Linked DNA regions of Macaca mulatta: region 1 is linked to region 2. Evidence: chromatin contacts called from public Hi-C data. All regions are on one chromosome and are shown on one strand. Each heading gives the region's core, a stretch centred on a gene start, on an enhancer-like site or on the middle of the called end of the contact. The rest is flanking DNA. Distances are from core to core; before and after follow the strand shown.

What was found. Hi-C and Micro-C count contacts between places; a contact is called where the count stands out from the background.
Region 1: a contact with region 2 is called in a Hi-C map of CD4 T cells, with 4 times the contacts expected there. The contact joins the enhancer-like site here to the promoter of LOC144336769 in region 2. A contact is called at or near these places in 8 of 14 Hi-C or Micro-C datasets (CD4 T cells, blood, cortical neurons and 4 more).

The regions. Positions count from the first base shown.
Region 1 is chr1:234,439,991-234,446,225 of T2T-MMU8v2.0, reverse strand. It overlaps ACOT7 (acyl-CoA thioesterase 7), which reads right to left. Exons shown (of 10, transcript XM_077977866.1): 3 at 4,469-4,586. It also overlaps a transcript of RPL22 not described here. Among named protein-coding and RNA genes, the nearest start is that of HES2, 75 kb to the right of the region's middle. Within about 2 kb of position 3,540, at least 7 of the 40 cell types and tissues checked have an H3K27ac peak or open chromatin away from gene starts, as enhancers often do. A contact at or near this core is called in CD4 T cells and blood, where this site is marked.
Region 2 is chr1:234,393,858-234,399,879 of T2T-MMU8v2.0, reverse strand. LOC144336769 reads left to right here and starts at 4,249. Exons shown (of 2, transcript XM_077978021.1): 1 at 4,249-6,022. The coding sequence starts at 5,678. It overlaps ACOT7 (acyl-CoA thioesterase 7), which reads right to left. Exons shown (of 10, transcript XM_077977866.1): 2 at 5,559-5,701. The coding sequence starts at 5,701. It also overlaps a transcript of RPL22 not described here.

The DNA of each region.
Region 1 (6,235 bases), core at 2,291-4,790, 47 kb before region 2:
GGGTCAGAGCCATGAGCTCCTGATCAGCACCTGCCCGGAAGCGCCCTCTGCCATGCTCTCAAAAGCAATCAGCATCACATGGCCCGTGAGGCACAGGTGCCCCAGCAAACCACAGGCACGGGGTTCCTCATGGCCACAGGGCTTCCAGCCAGGACAGCAGCTTCAGAGGCAGAGCCCAAAAGAACAGCTCTACTGCTTACTAGCTCTGTGACTTTGTGCAGCGACACCTCTCCATGTCTCAGTCTCTGTAAACACAGGCAATAAATGGTCCCAACAGGCTGCTACAGAGATTCGAGGGGATAATGAACGGGAAGAACTTGGTGCTTAGGAAACGCCCAGGAGACGCAGGGACAGCTGTCTCTCTGACATGCGGGGATAAGGCAACTGACAAACGTGAAGTGCACAGACCATGCCCAGGATCCAATGAGGGCCCAGAGAGGGCACGGTCTCATCACTGTGCCCAGCCTCGGCCATCTCCTGGCTGATGGCAGCTCTGAGGATGCAGCTGTCTGGAAAGCCACCTAACTGTTCTAGGCCTCAGTTTCCCCACTTGTAAAACAAGGTTAAGAACAGTGTCTGTCTCAGCAGGTGGCTGGGAAGACTACACAGGGAGAGGAAGGGTGAGCCCCAGCACAGCCACGGGCTCATCGTAAGCACTGGTGGAAGCTCTCCGTGACAGTGACGGTGCCAGGCCCAAGTTCCCAGCATTCATCAGATAATGCCTAAGCACGCTCTATGCCTCAGTCTGGGGAAACCAAGGGCAGAAGTCCTGCCTGCCTTCATGGGGCTACCACTGCGTACAAGGTCAGGAGTGGAGAGCAGCTGGAAGCAGGGAGGGAGCCAGGCCATCAGGCGCACGGCTGGACATCGTGTTTTGTTTTTGTAGGAACAGGGTCTCACTCTGTCACCCAGTCTGGAGAGCAGTGATGTGATCTCAACTCACTGAAGCCTCGACCTCCCTGGGCTCAGGTGATCCTCCTGCCTCAGCCTCCCGAGGAGCTGAGACTACAGGCACACGCCACCACACCCGACTAATTTTTGTAGTTTTTGTAGAGACAAAGTTTCATCATGTTGCCCAGGCTGGCCTCAAACTCCTGAGCTCAAGTGATCTGTCCATCTTGGCTTCTCAAAGTGCTGGGATTACAACGTTTTTATGTAGAGCGTGGAAGAAGTGAGGGGAGGGCCCTGTAGATATCTAGGGAAAGCCAGTGCAAAGGCCCAAGGCAGGAATGCACCCAGCAAGTCCAAGAAGCAGCAGAAAAGCCAATGTGGCCAGAGGAGAGTTGAGAAAGAGATGTAGGAGGCGAGGTCCCAGAGCCGCGCTAGGCAGCGACAGGGACTCGTGTGGACGCGCCTTTGACTCTGGGCAAAACAGGAGATCTGGAGGGCTCTGAGCAGGCAGTACTGTGCTCTGACTCCACACGTCCCTGGCTACTGGTGGAGAACAAGGCGGCAGGGACCAGCAGGGTGACCTGTCAGGAGGCTGCTGCAGTGATCAGGTGATCGGGTGATCAGGAGAGCAGCACCACTGGACCCAAAGTGAGGGTGGGCCTGGGGGGCTGTGCTCAGATCTGGACATCCTGGAAGGTAAAGCAGTGGGATCTGCCCCCAGAGCCTCATGAGTGTGGGAGGCAGAGAGGCCGACAGAGGCTCCAGACTCTAAGCCTGAGCACCTGGGGGTTGCAGAGACCATTTACCGAGGGGAGGGAGGCTGGAAGAAGCAAGCCCGGGGCACGGACAGGAGTGTCGTTTTTTTGCACATCAAGGCCAAGCAGGCCAAGAAGGCATCCAGATGGGGCTGGCCAAGAGGCCTCAGCCAGAGACAGAACCTTGGGACTTCCAGCCACAGACTGGAAGGCACCACTAGGGAAGTATGGATGGGGGGGTCCCCTGCCCCACCCAGGGCCCTAGCAAAGCCCTTCTAGGCACCGGGACTGCTCTCACCCCCACACCCTGGGGCTGCCTGGAACTCAGAGACCCCTTCCTAAGCCTAGAATTTCTGGGTCACCATCCTGGGGACCAGCAGCCCAGAGGCTTCTCCAAGCCAATGTGTCAAAACTGTCCCTCCAGCAGCCCCAGATCCGGAGAAGCAAGGAGGGGCAAGTGTTCAAAGCACAGGTTCAAGGCATAGTCACAGCCCAGACCTACCAACTGCCTCCCCAGGTGGCCTCAAGCAAGTGTTCAATCTCTCTGTACCTCAGTTTCCTCATCTATGCGATTGGGATAATAAAAATAACAACAGCAGCTGGGCGCAGAGGCTCATGCCTGTAATCCCAGTACTTTGTGAGGCCGATGTGGGCAGATCACTTGAAGTCAGGAGTTCGAGACCAGCCCGGCCAACATGGTGAAACCCTGTCTCTACTAAAAATACAGAAAAGTAGCTGGGTGTGGTGGTACACGCCTGTAATCCCAGCTACTCCGGAAGCTGAGGCAGGAGAGAGAACCCGGGAGGCAGACGTTAGAGTGAGCTGGGATCGCACCATTGCACTCCAGCCTGGGTGACAGAGTGAGACTCTGTCTCAGAAAATTAAAAAAAAAACAAGAACAGCTACCTCTCTGGGGTGTCGTGAGGATTCCACGAGCTAAACTTTAGCTCCTAAAGCATTTTGGAACTTTGCAGAATGCCAAGTGCTGACCAAATGGCAGCAAAATAATTCTGCGATTATGAGTGATAGCATCACCCTCTTCGCCTTCCAAGCCCCTCCTTTACCTTTCCTCCCCATCTTGGGGACTTTTCCTTCCCCGTGTCCATCCTCTCCTGCCAGGGACCCTCACTGTCTCTCTCTGGAAGGGTGCAACAGGAATTTGGGACTTGGCCCTCACCCCTGCCCCAGGCTCTCAGGCTCAGGCCCATCCTCCCCACAGCCACCAGAGGGTGCTCTCTGAACGTGACTGAGCTGCACTGGAGCCTCGGGTCCAAGGAATCAATCCAGCCTCAGCCCAGTGATCCATCCCTCGTAAACCAGGCGCTGACAGCAAACTCACTCCTTAACCTGTACCACACAACGTCCCCCACATCCACATCCAACCATCCACACTTACCGTGGCTTGGTTCATTCTACATATGCACACGCACGCACACGCACACACACACACACACACAGAGCTTCCACTCCTCCACTGGACACACACTGCCCACTGTTCCAGGCTGAATGCGTGTGCCATGCTCTGTATGACTGTGTCCCCCCAAAATTCCTGTGTTGAAATCCTAACCCCCAAGGGAATGGTAGTAGGAGGCAGGGCCTTCCGGAGGTGATGAAGGCATGGGGACAGAGCCCTCACAAATGGAATTAGTGTCCTTATAAAAGGGCCTAAGAGAGCCCCTCCTGCTAAGTGAGAACACACAGGAAGTGATGTGATGTCTACGAACCAGGAAACAAACGGGCCCTCAACAGACACAGAATCTGCCGGCACTCTGATCCTGGACTTCCAGCCTCCAGGGCTGTGAGAAATACGTTTCCGCTGTTCACAAGCCAGCAGGCTGTGGTCTTAGTTCCGACGGCCCAGGCTGACAGAGCCAGCAGCCACTTCCTGCATCTCACCAGCGTGGCTCAGAGCTCACAGCGCCTCCGCTGGTCCCTGGTCTCTGATGTGGCTTCCACTTGGCCTCTTGATAGAGTGGCATCATGCCCGTGCCCATGGTGGGAACCTGCACCTCACACTCCCACTCTCCAAGCTGGGGCTGAGTCTTCCTCCTCTCTGCCTCCCTGGAGGCCACAGCAGGTGTGCTAACCGAGCCCCATAGTGCAAAGGCTGCAGCTGCGGCACCATGGCAGACGCCCTGTCCTCAGTACCCAAGGGCTGGCTTCTCCCCCACAGCTGACCTTCAGAGAAAATGTCCCCTCCCCAGAGCTGGGGATGGCTGAATGTCCTACAGCAGCCCTGAGGTTGACACTAGAGACCATGCCCCTTGTCCCCAGCTTTGGGGTCACAGAGCCCTCCCCAGCTGCACAATTTTGGGGCAGGTGGAGAGCTGCCCCCATCGTGGGCACAGTGGTACCAGGCCAGTGAGCTTCAAAGCCAGGAAGTGGCCAAGTCACAGAGAGCCACAGCACTTGCCATGGCCACCAGGGTTGCTCAGGGCAGAGGTGGGACCTCCCCTACATCTGCTGTGTGGCCCCTATGCCTCAGCTCTTGGCCATTGCAATGAAGTCCACCCCACGCAGGCAGGGCATGCTTCTGATCAGGCCCAGGTTGGCAGGGGACGCGGCATGGCGGGCAGTGGTGGAGGGAGGGCCTGTCAGCTTGCTTGACGCTTCATCTCTGGTGGGTTCCCACACCTCCTGGCTGAGGCCAAAACCAAGCATAGCTCTGAGGGTCCGGTACAGAACTGCTTGGGCCCAAAGTTCCCAAGGCCCAGTGCACAAGGGGAGGGAAGGCTGCAGGCCTGGCTCCCCGGGGAACTCCTGTCCTGAACCCATACTAGTGCGGCCTCCAGGGCCCAGAGGTATGGGGCCCACACCCTTACCCCGTTCTGGCTGTTGCAGTGCCGGGTGCTGATGATGGCGCCTGCCTCCTCGATCATCTTCAGGATGGTCCCCCCATGGACATTGCCGGCCACGTTGGCGTCATCTGGCCGCATGATCCTAGGGCAGAGGAGAAGCAGGATGAGGCCTCTGGAGAGGATGCCATTCATGCAACTGTCACAATCCAAGGAGGGGAGAAGGTCCCCAAAGGGCTCGATGGCTCCTGGAGGAAAGAGAACCTTCTCCATGTCTGGGCTCTTCCTAGGTGGTGTGTTCGTCAGGGTGCGGCGCCATCTGCCAGGCCACAGAAGGGGGCCTGAGATGCTGTTTCCACGACAGAGCAGGAGGGCAGAGGGGCACTTTCTCCCCCTGAAGCCACAGGTCCCCGGCCTGCCCTGGCAGGGAAGGGCTGATGGTAAAGACCTTTAAGCAGAGCCACAGGGCAGGAGGTGGCGACTCAGCCCTTGGGGTTCCCAGTGACCAACACAGACTGTGAAAAGCAAATTCCCAGGACCGCCACCACCCCCATCAGGAGTCCCAGAGGAACCAGGTAGCCATGGCTGTTCTGAGAACTAGATATGAGTCACAGCTTCAAGACCCCAGGCCCTGTCAGCAGGTGAGCGCCCGCCCGCTGCGCGCTGAGCTCCTCTGCGGGTCCCGGGAGGGCAGTGTGCAGTCAGGCCCTGGATTGAGGGCAGGGAGCTCTCCTAGGTCCAAAAGAACGAAAACGCCACCTCACTTCCCCAAAGAGGAACAACTTCATCCTTGTTGTGAGAACTGGCAGTGTGGGAGCTCCATGAAATCTCTGGAATCCCAACAAGCCAGCTTGGCAGTCCTACCAGGGCAAGTTGCCTGGCATCTTCCCAGACAGCACCTGACTGATGAAAGCCACCTTCACAGGCCAAGGCCTGGAGATGAGTGGCAGGCAATGGGCACAGGTCCAGGGTACAGCACCCACCTGCAGCTTGTGCAGCCTGCCCGGCCCTGCTGGCCAGTGTGGGGGCCCCAGGAGCAGTGTCTCCCCAGGTCTGCATCTCTTCCCCGCTCCTCTAGCGGCTCCAAGGCTGAGCAAGTCCCTCCCCTGAGAGCATTCCTGGCTCTGGCTCTTACTCGCTGAGTAACCTGGGCAAGCTGTCAGAACCTTCACTCCTCCATGTGCTCATCTGTACAATGGGCAGAACGACAGCACTGAGATAGCACTGCCTCACGTGACTGTGGGAGATCATGCAGATTGCGTGCTCACCCCACGACAGTGCTGGCACATGGTACACGGTAGATAGTCCACACGGTAGATAGTCCACACGGTAGATAGTCCACACGTTAACCAGGAGAAGTTTTCCCTCTGCGGTAAGTATTTAGCCAACCTAGTTGGAAGCTCCAAGAAATCCAACCTCTGGCCACAGGATGACACTTCTAGAGCAAATGACCACGGATGTCCTCCAGCGACCGACAGCTGCCCATCCCCAGCGTCACCCCTCCACCCTGGGTGAGAGTCTATTATGCAAACCAAGGCCATTTAGGCCAACTGGCTTCTGGCCCTGAGGTCAGGCAGGGCCCGAGGTTCCACAGGAGGTTCAGGACAGCGGCCTGTGGAGCAGGAAGCACGGCGTGACACACGGCGGCCAGGGGATCCCCAGAGCACCCAAGGAGCCTCATTTGGCTTCTCGAGTGTTCACGTTGAAATACCTCTGTTTTTAAAAATTGAACTTACTCTATGAAAGGTTTTTGGGTTTTTTCATCTGAGTTACCAGGTAGCCAATTATAAGTCA
Region 2 (6,022 bases), core at 3,000-5,499:
GGGAGGCACAACATTGATCCCCGTCCACAGGAGGGCTCTGACAGTGAGAGGCCAAGGGGTGGGATGGGAAGACAGCCTACGGGGTCACCCCCTGGTGCAGGCCCCACAGACCAGGTGGGTCACACAGGAGAAAGCCACTTCTGGTCTGACCAGAACTGGGGAGCCAGCCAGCTGCAGGTACCAATTCCAGGGCAATGCCAGGCTAACTGGCCCACTTACAGGGTGAGGCTGGACAAAGGCCTCCCCACGCGCAGGCTCTCTGGGCTACAAAGACTGCATCTTCAGGCCGGGCGCGGTGGCTCAAGCCTGTAATCCCAGCACTTTGGGAGGCCGAGACGGGCGGATCACGAGGTCAGGAGATCGAGACCATCCTGGCTAACACGTGAAACCCCGTCTCTATTAAAAAATACAAAAATTAGCCGGGAGCAGTGGCGGGCGCCTGTAGTCCCAGCTACTCGGGAGGCTGAGGCAGGAGAATGGCGTGAACCCGGGAGGTGGAGCTTGCAGTGAGCTGAGATCCAGCTACTGCACTCCAGCCTGGGGGACAGAGTGAGACTCCGTCTCAAAAAAAAAAAAAAAAAAGACTTCATCTTCACCCAGGGTCCCCACATCCCAGCAACAAGAGAGTCAGCACTGTAAATCATTTTACGGAACGCTCCAGAATACAAGCTCTGATTGTGGCTTCTGTAAATTGGCTCTATCTTTCTTTTTTTTCTCTTTTCTTTTCTTTTTTTTTTATTTTTTGAGATGGAGTTTCGCTCTTGTTACCCAGACTGGAGTGCAATGGCACAATCTCGGCTCACTGCAACCTCCGCCTCCCAAGTTCAAGCGATTCTTCTGCCTCAGCCTCCTAAGTAACTGGAATTACAGGCACCCGCCACCACACCCAGCTAATTTTTGTATTTTTAGTAGAGACAGGGTTTCATCATGTTGGCCAGGAAGGTCTCTATCTCTTGACCTCATGATCCACCCACCTCGGCCTCCCAAAGTGCTGGGATTACAGGCGTGATCTGTGCCTGGCCAGGTTCCTTCTTTTCATTAATTCCATTATAAAACCAAAGACAGAACCCGGCCTGGTGCAGTGGCTCACACCTGTAATTCCAGCACTTCGAGAGGCTGAGGCGGGCAGATCACTTAAGGTCAGGAGTTCGAGACCAGCCTGGCCAACACGGTGAAACCCCGTCTCTACTAAAAATACAAAAATTAGCTGAGTGTGGTGGTGGGCGCCTGTAGTCCCAGCTACTCAGGAAGCTGAGGAGAGGAGAATTGCTCAAACTGGGGAGGCAGAGGTTGCAGTGAGCCAAGATCCTGTCACTGCACTCCAGCCTGGGCGACAGAGTGAGACTCTATCTAAAAAAAAAAAAAAAAAAAAGACAAAGGTAGAGCCCCTCTCTGTCTTTTCCCTTGGGGGAAATAATTCTAACCCCATAACATACTGAAATTCATAGCCACTCAACTACTGTTTATTGACCTGTGAGCTAGACCTCAGGCACTATTCTAGGCATTCATGGTACCACATGGTACAACACAATTCCTAATCTCAGGAAACTTCCTGGTAGATCTGCATCTAAGAGCACGGCAAGCAAAGAAAACACAAAAAAACCTTGTAGATTTCACACACATCTACCTATAAATAAAGCATGCCAAGTTATCTGCCTGCTGGGTGGTGTCCATGCCGAGGTCCCCCTCCATCAGCATGGTTATTCCAGAGCTGGCTACAGTCCCCAGAAAGCCTCAGAGCTTCCTTTAGGAACACCCTGCCCCCCATAGACCTACCAGTAAACTCAAATTTCTCTACATATTGCACTCCCCAAAAGATAGCCACCAGCCACAGGTGGCTACCCACCTGAATTTAAATTGATGCAATTAAAAATTCTGTTCCGTTCATAACCAGCCTGACCCACATGGCAAAACCCCATCTCTACTGAAAAAATACAAAAACATTAGCTGGGCATGGTGGCAGGTGCGTGTAATTCCCAGCTACTCAGGAGGCTGAGGCGGAAGAATCACTAGAACCCCGGAGGCGGAGGTTGCAGTGAGTCAAGATGGCATCTAGCCTGGGGGACAGGGCAAGACTCTGTCTCAAAAAAAAAACAAAACAAACAAAAAAAAGCCCTTATCCCTTCAACAGTGTCTGAACTGAGAACGTGTGACCATTCTGTCTCTAAGATGGTGGGGATTTGGACGTCCTTGCCTCTGCTAGACTGTGACCCCTTAAGGCAGGGGCCAAATTTTCCACATATCAGTTTCCCTCCTGGTGCTATGCTTCTTGGCAGTGTCCACTGAAGTCTTGTTAAATTCATGGGCTTGGCTGTGCTAGGCCAGGAGGCTCCTCTTTCAACTCGGGGTGTCGGCTCAGATGTCCTTAAAGGGCTCCCCATCCTAGTACAGTCACTCTCCAGTGTCCTGCAGTTTCTGAGTCAAGCCCGAGTGACCACAGCCTTCTCTTCACAGGCCTACCCCTACCACCACTCCCACCTACTCCTTTGGCAGTCACGCTCTGCACCTGAGACTCACCTACTCACTCATGAGCAGGGGGCAGCCAGGCATCCTGCTCACCAGTCGTCTGGCCAAGGCAGCCACTTAGAAACAATATGCAACTGGCCAGGCATGGTGACTCATGCCTGTAATCTCTGCACTTTGGGAGGCCGAGACGGGCAGATCACCTAAGGTCAGGAGTTCGAGACCAGCCTGGCCAACATGCTGAAACCTCATCTCTACTAAAAATACAAAAATTAGCTGGGCATGGTGGTGCACACCTGTAGTCCCAGCTACTCGGGAGGCTAAGGCAGGAGAATCGCTTGAACTAAGGAGGCAGAGGTTGCAGTTAGCAGAGAGTGTGTCACCGCACTCCAGCAGCCTGGGTGACGGAGTGAGACTCCACCTCCAAAAAAAAAAAGAAAAAAAAAAAGGAAACAATATGCAATTGGTTTACGGTGGGTAAGAAAAAGCACACACGGGCCAGGCACAGTGGCTCACGCCTGTAATCCCAGCACTTTGGGAGGCCGAGGCGGGCGGATCACCTGAGGTCAGGAATTCAAGACCAGCCTGGCCAACATGGTGAAACCCCATCTCTACTAAAAATACAAAAATTAGCCAGGCATGATGGCGGGTTCCTGTAATCCCAGCAACTCAGGAGGCTGAGGTGGGAGAATCACTTGAACCCAGGAGGCGGAGGTTGCAGTGAGCTGAGATCGCGCCATTGCATTCCAGTCTGGGTGACAGAGTGAGACTGTCTCAAAAAAAAAAAAAAAAAAAAAAAAGCACACACTTACTGTATGGAAGTGTCTAAAGCTATACAAAAATCTAGTAACTAGGCTGGGAGCAGTGGCTCACACCTGTAATCCCAGCACTTTGAGAGGCTGAGGCGGGAGGATCACCTGAGGTCAGGAGTTCAAGACCAGCCTGGCCAACACGGTGAAACCCCATCTCCACTAAAAATACAAAAATTAGCCAGGCGTGGTGGCACACGCCTGTAGTCCCAGCTACTCGGGAGGCTGAGGCACAAGAACTTTTTCCAGCTGGGTGCGGTGGCTCACGTCTGTAATCCCAGCACTTTGGGATGCCAAGGCGGGCAGATCATGGATCACCTGAGGTCAGGAGTTCGAGACCAGCCCGGCCAACATAGAGAAACCCCGTCTCTACTAAAAACACAAAAATTAGCCAGGCGTGGTGGCACATGCCTGTAGTCCCAGCTACTCTGGAGGCTGAGGCCCAAGAATCACTTGAACCCGGGACACGGGGGTTGCAGTGAGCTGAGATCTGGCCACCGCACTCCAGCCCGGGTGACAGAATGAGACTCTGTCTCAAAAAAACAAAAAATCTAGTAACTGTTAGAAGCTGGGTGAAAAAAGACAACACGTATAAACTGGCTATTCATCATCCTGAAGAAGTAAATAAAAGGCCAGTCTTCCACGGGAAGATTTAAATCAAGGTTTCCTTTATTCAGGAGAGGGGTGGGAAGAACACTGGATCTGGAGTCAGAAGACTTGGGTAGGGGCTGTCCCTGGAGCTCCTGGAGCAGGATGACCTTACACAGTTCCTCAACTCCCAAAACTGCCACCTCCTCCACACAGGTAGCAGAGGCAGTACTGACCATCAACCTCCCAGGGAAGTTGGGCAAAGCAAGTGGGATGAGACAGGTATAAGCTCTTTGCAAACCATGGAGCCCAAGGTTCCCAGCCAATACTCAGCAGAGCTGATGCAGGGACCTGATGCAGGCCATCTGTCTCCAGTTACTTCTTTTTTTTTTTTTTTTTTGCCCCTCTTTCCCCACCTCCGGAGTCAATGGGACCAGAACAGCCACAACGCCAAAGTCAAAGGGGCAGGGCTCCCCTCAAAGACGTTCCCTCTCTGGAAAAGTCAAAACCGACCTTGAGGTCAGGAGAGGCCCTGGACCAGGCCAGAAAATGAGACTGAGGGTCAAGGAGCTTCGATGACCCAGGACTTGTTATATGCCCAGCCTTCCGGGAGATGTCAACATCTACAGGAAAGTAACTTGCTTCTATTGGACTTGGCTTGAGTCCAAGGTCAGTCTGTGATGCTTAAGCCCCAAATGCGAGGAACCCACCACCAAAACAGAAAGCAGTTCTCACTCCTGGTAGTCCATCAAGCAGGACAGGACCCGTCGCAGGCCACAGTGCCTGTGTGCAGTGGCTGAAAATCTAGACTCCTTGCCCTCACTTAGCTCATGCACAAATGCCAGCCTGCTTCTGCTTCTGCCGAAGGGAACTGCAGAGTAACCTTGAGGCTGCCCTCCCCACCTCCCATGGGAAATGAGCTTGTTCATGATCTCCAGCCTCCAGCTTCTCTGGGGGCTTGCATCTATCTACTCAGTAACTGCTGGAGGAAGGGGGGATGCCCTAGAAGGACAACCCTTTGCCTCTATTGTGTAAGATGCTTTCAGGCCCAACAGACCACTGATTCCCTTTGCTTGATAGTAAACTGTTAGAGGCAAACAGTGTTATCTGTTCTTCCTTTCAACACCTGCCCTCCCCCAAACCGAAGCAGTGCACTGAAGACGGTAGCTCTGCAACCTGCTCCCACAGGGGCACCCACCGAGGGGTTCACGCGGCTCTGGGCACCTCCCCTCCACCTCTGAGGGCTTTGGTTAGCGCAGCACAACCGCCGAGGTAACGATCCCGAATCCTCGAGGAGGCTAAGCAGGACCACGGGACTGAGGCTCCGGGATGCTCGGGCGAGGCCCGAGGCGGGGCGGCCCACGGGCGCCGGTCGCCGGGCTCTGGAGCTGTGCACTGACCTCCGCCCGCCCCATCCCTGCCTGGCTTTCTCGCCTAAACGACCCGTGGCGCGGCCGCCGCCCTGGAAATGCGGCCGGGAGGAGCCGGCGGGAGGCGGGCGGGGGCCGCGCGGCTTGTGCTGCATCGCGAGTCGCATCCTGGCCGCGGGCTGGCGGGGGCTCGGGGCGGCGGCGCAGGAGGCCGTGCGGGGAATCGGCGGGCGGGGGCGGCCTCGGCGGGTGGGGACCGAGCGGGACAGGCCGGGGGCGGTGACCGGCGCGCCTGGCCACTGCTGGCGCCGCGCGGGCCCTCTCTTACCGGCAGATCTGGATGGCGGACGGCGTCTCGACGTCTGGGCCCGACATGCTGGGGGCTGCGGAGGCGGATGCGGCGGGCGGCTGCAGAAGGGCGCAGGTGTCTGGCAGGCCCGGCGAGGAATGAATGAGCCCCGGCCGCGCCATAAAGGGGGAGGGCGGAGGTGGAGCGATGGGGCCGTCGAGGCGGGGCCTGCGCGCCGGGGGCGAATCGAACGCGGCCTCCCCGCGCCGATCCCGCCCCCGCGCCGGCCCCACCCCGAGCCCCGCCTCCCAGGCCGCCAAGGCTGCCGCGAGCTCGCGCGGGTGTACGATTCTGGCGGCGTGAGGGCCCAGGCGGGCGCCGCTTCCAGAAGGTTCGGTGGCGGTTGGGCCGCGCCGCTGGGGAGAAGGCCCGCGAGCCGCGGCAGCCGCGTCCGACCCGGTGGCAGTCCGGAGGGAAGCGTCCAGGGCGGCCCAAGTGGCGGA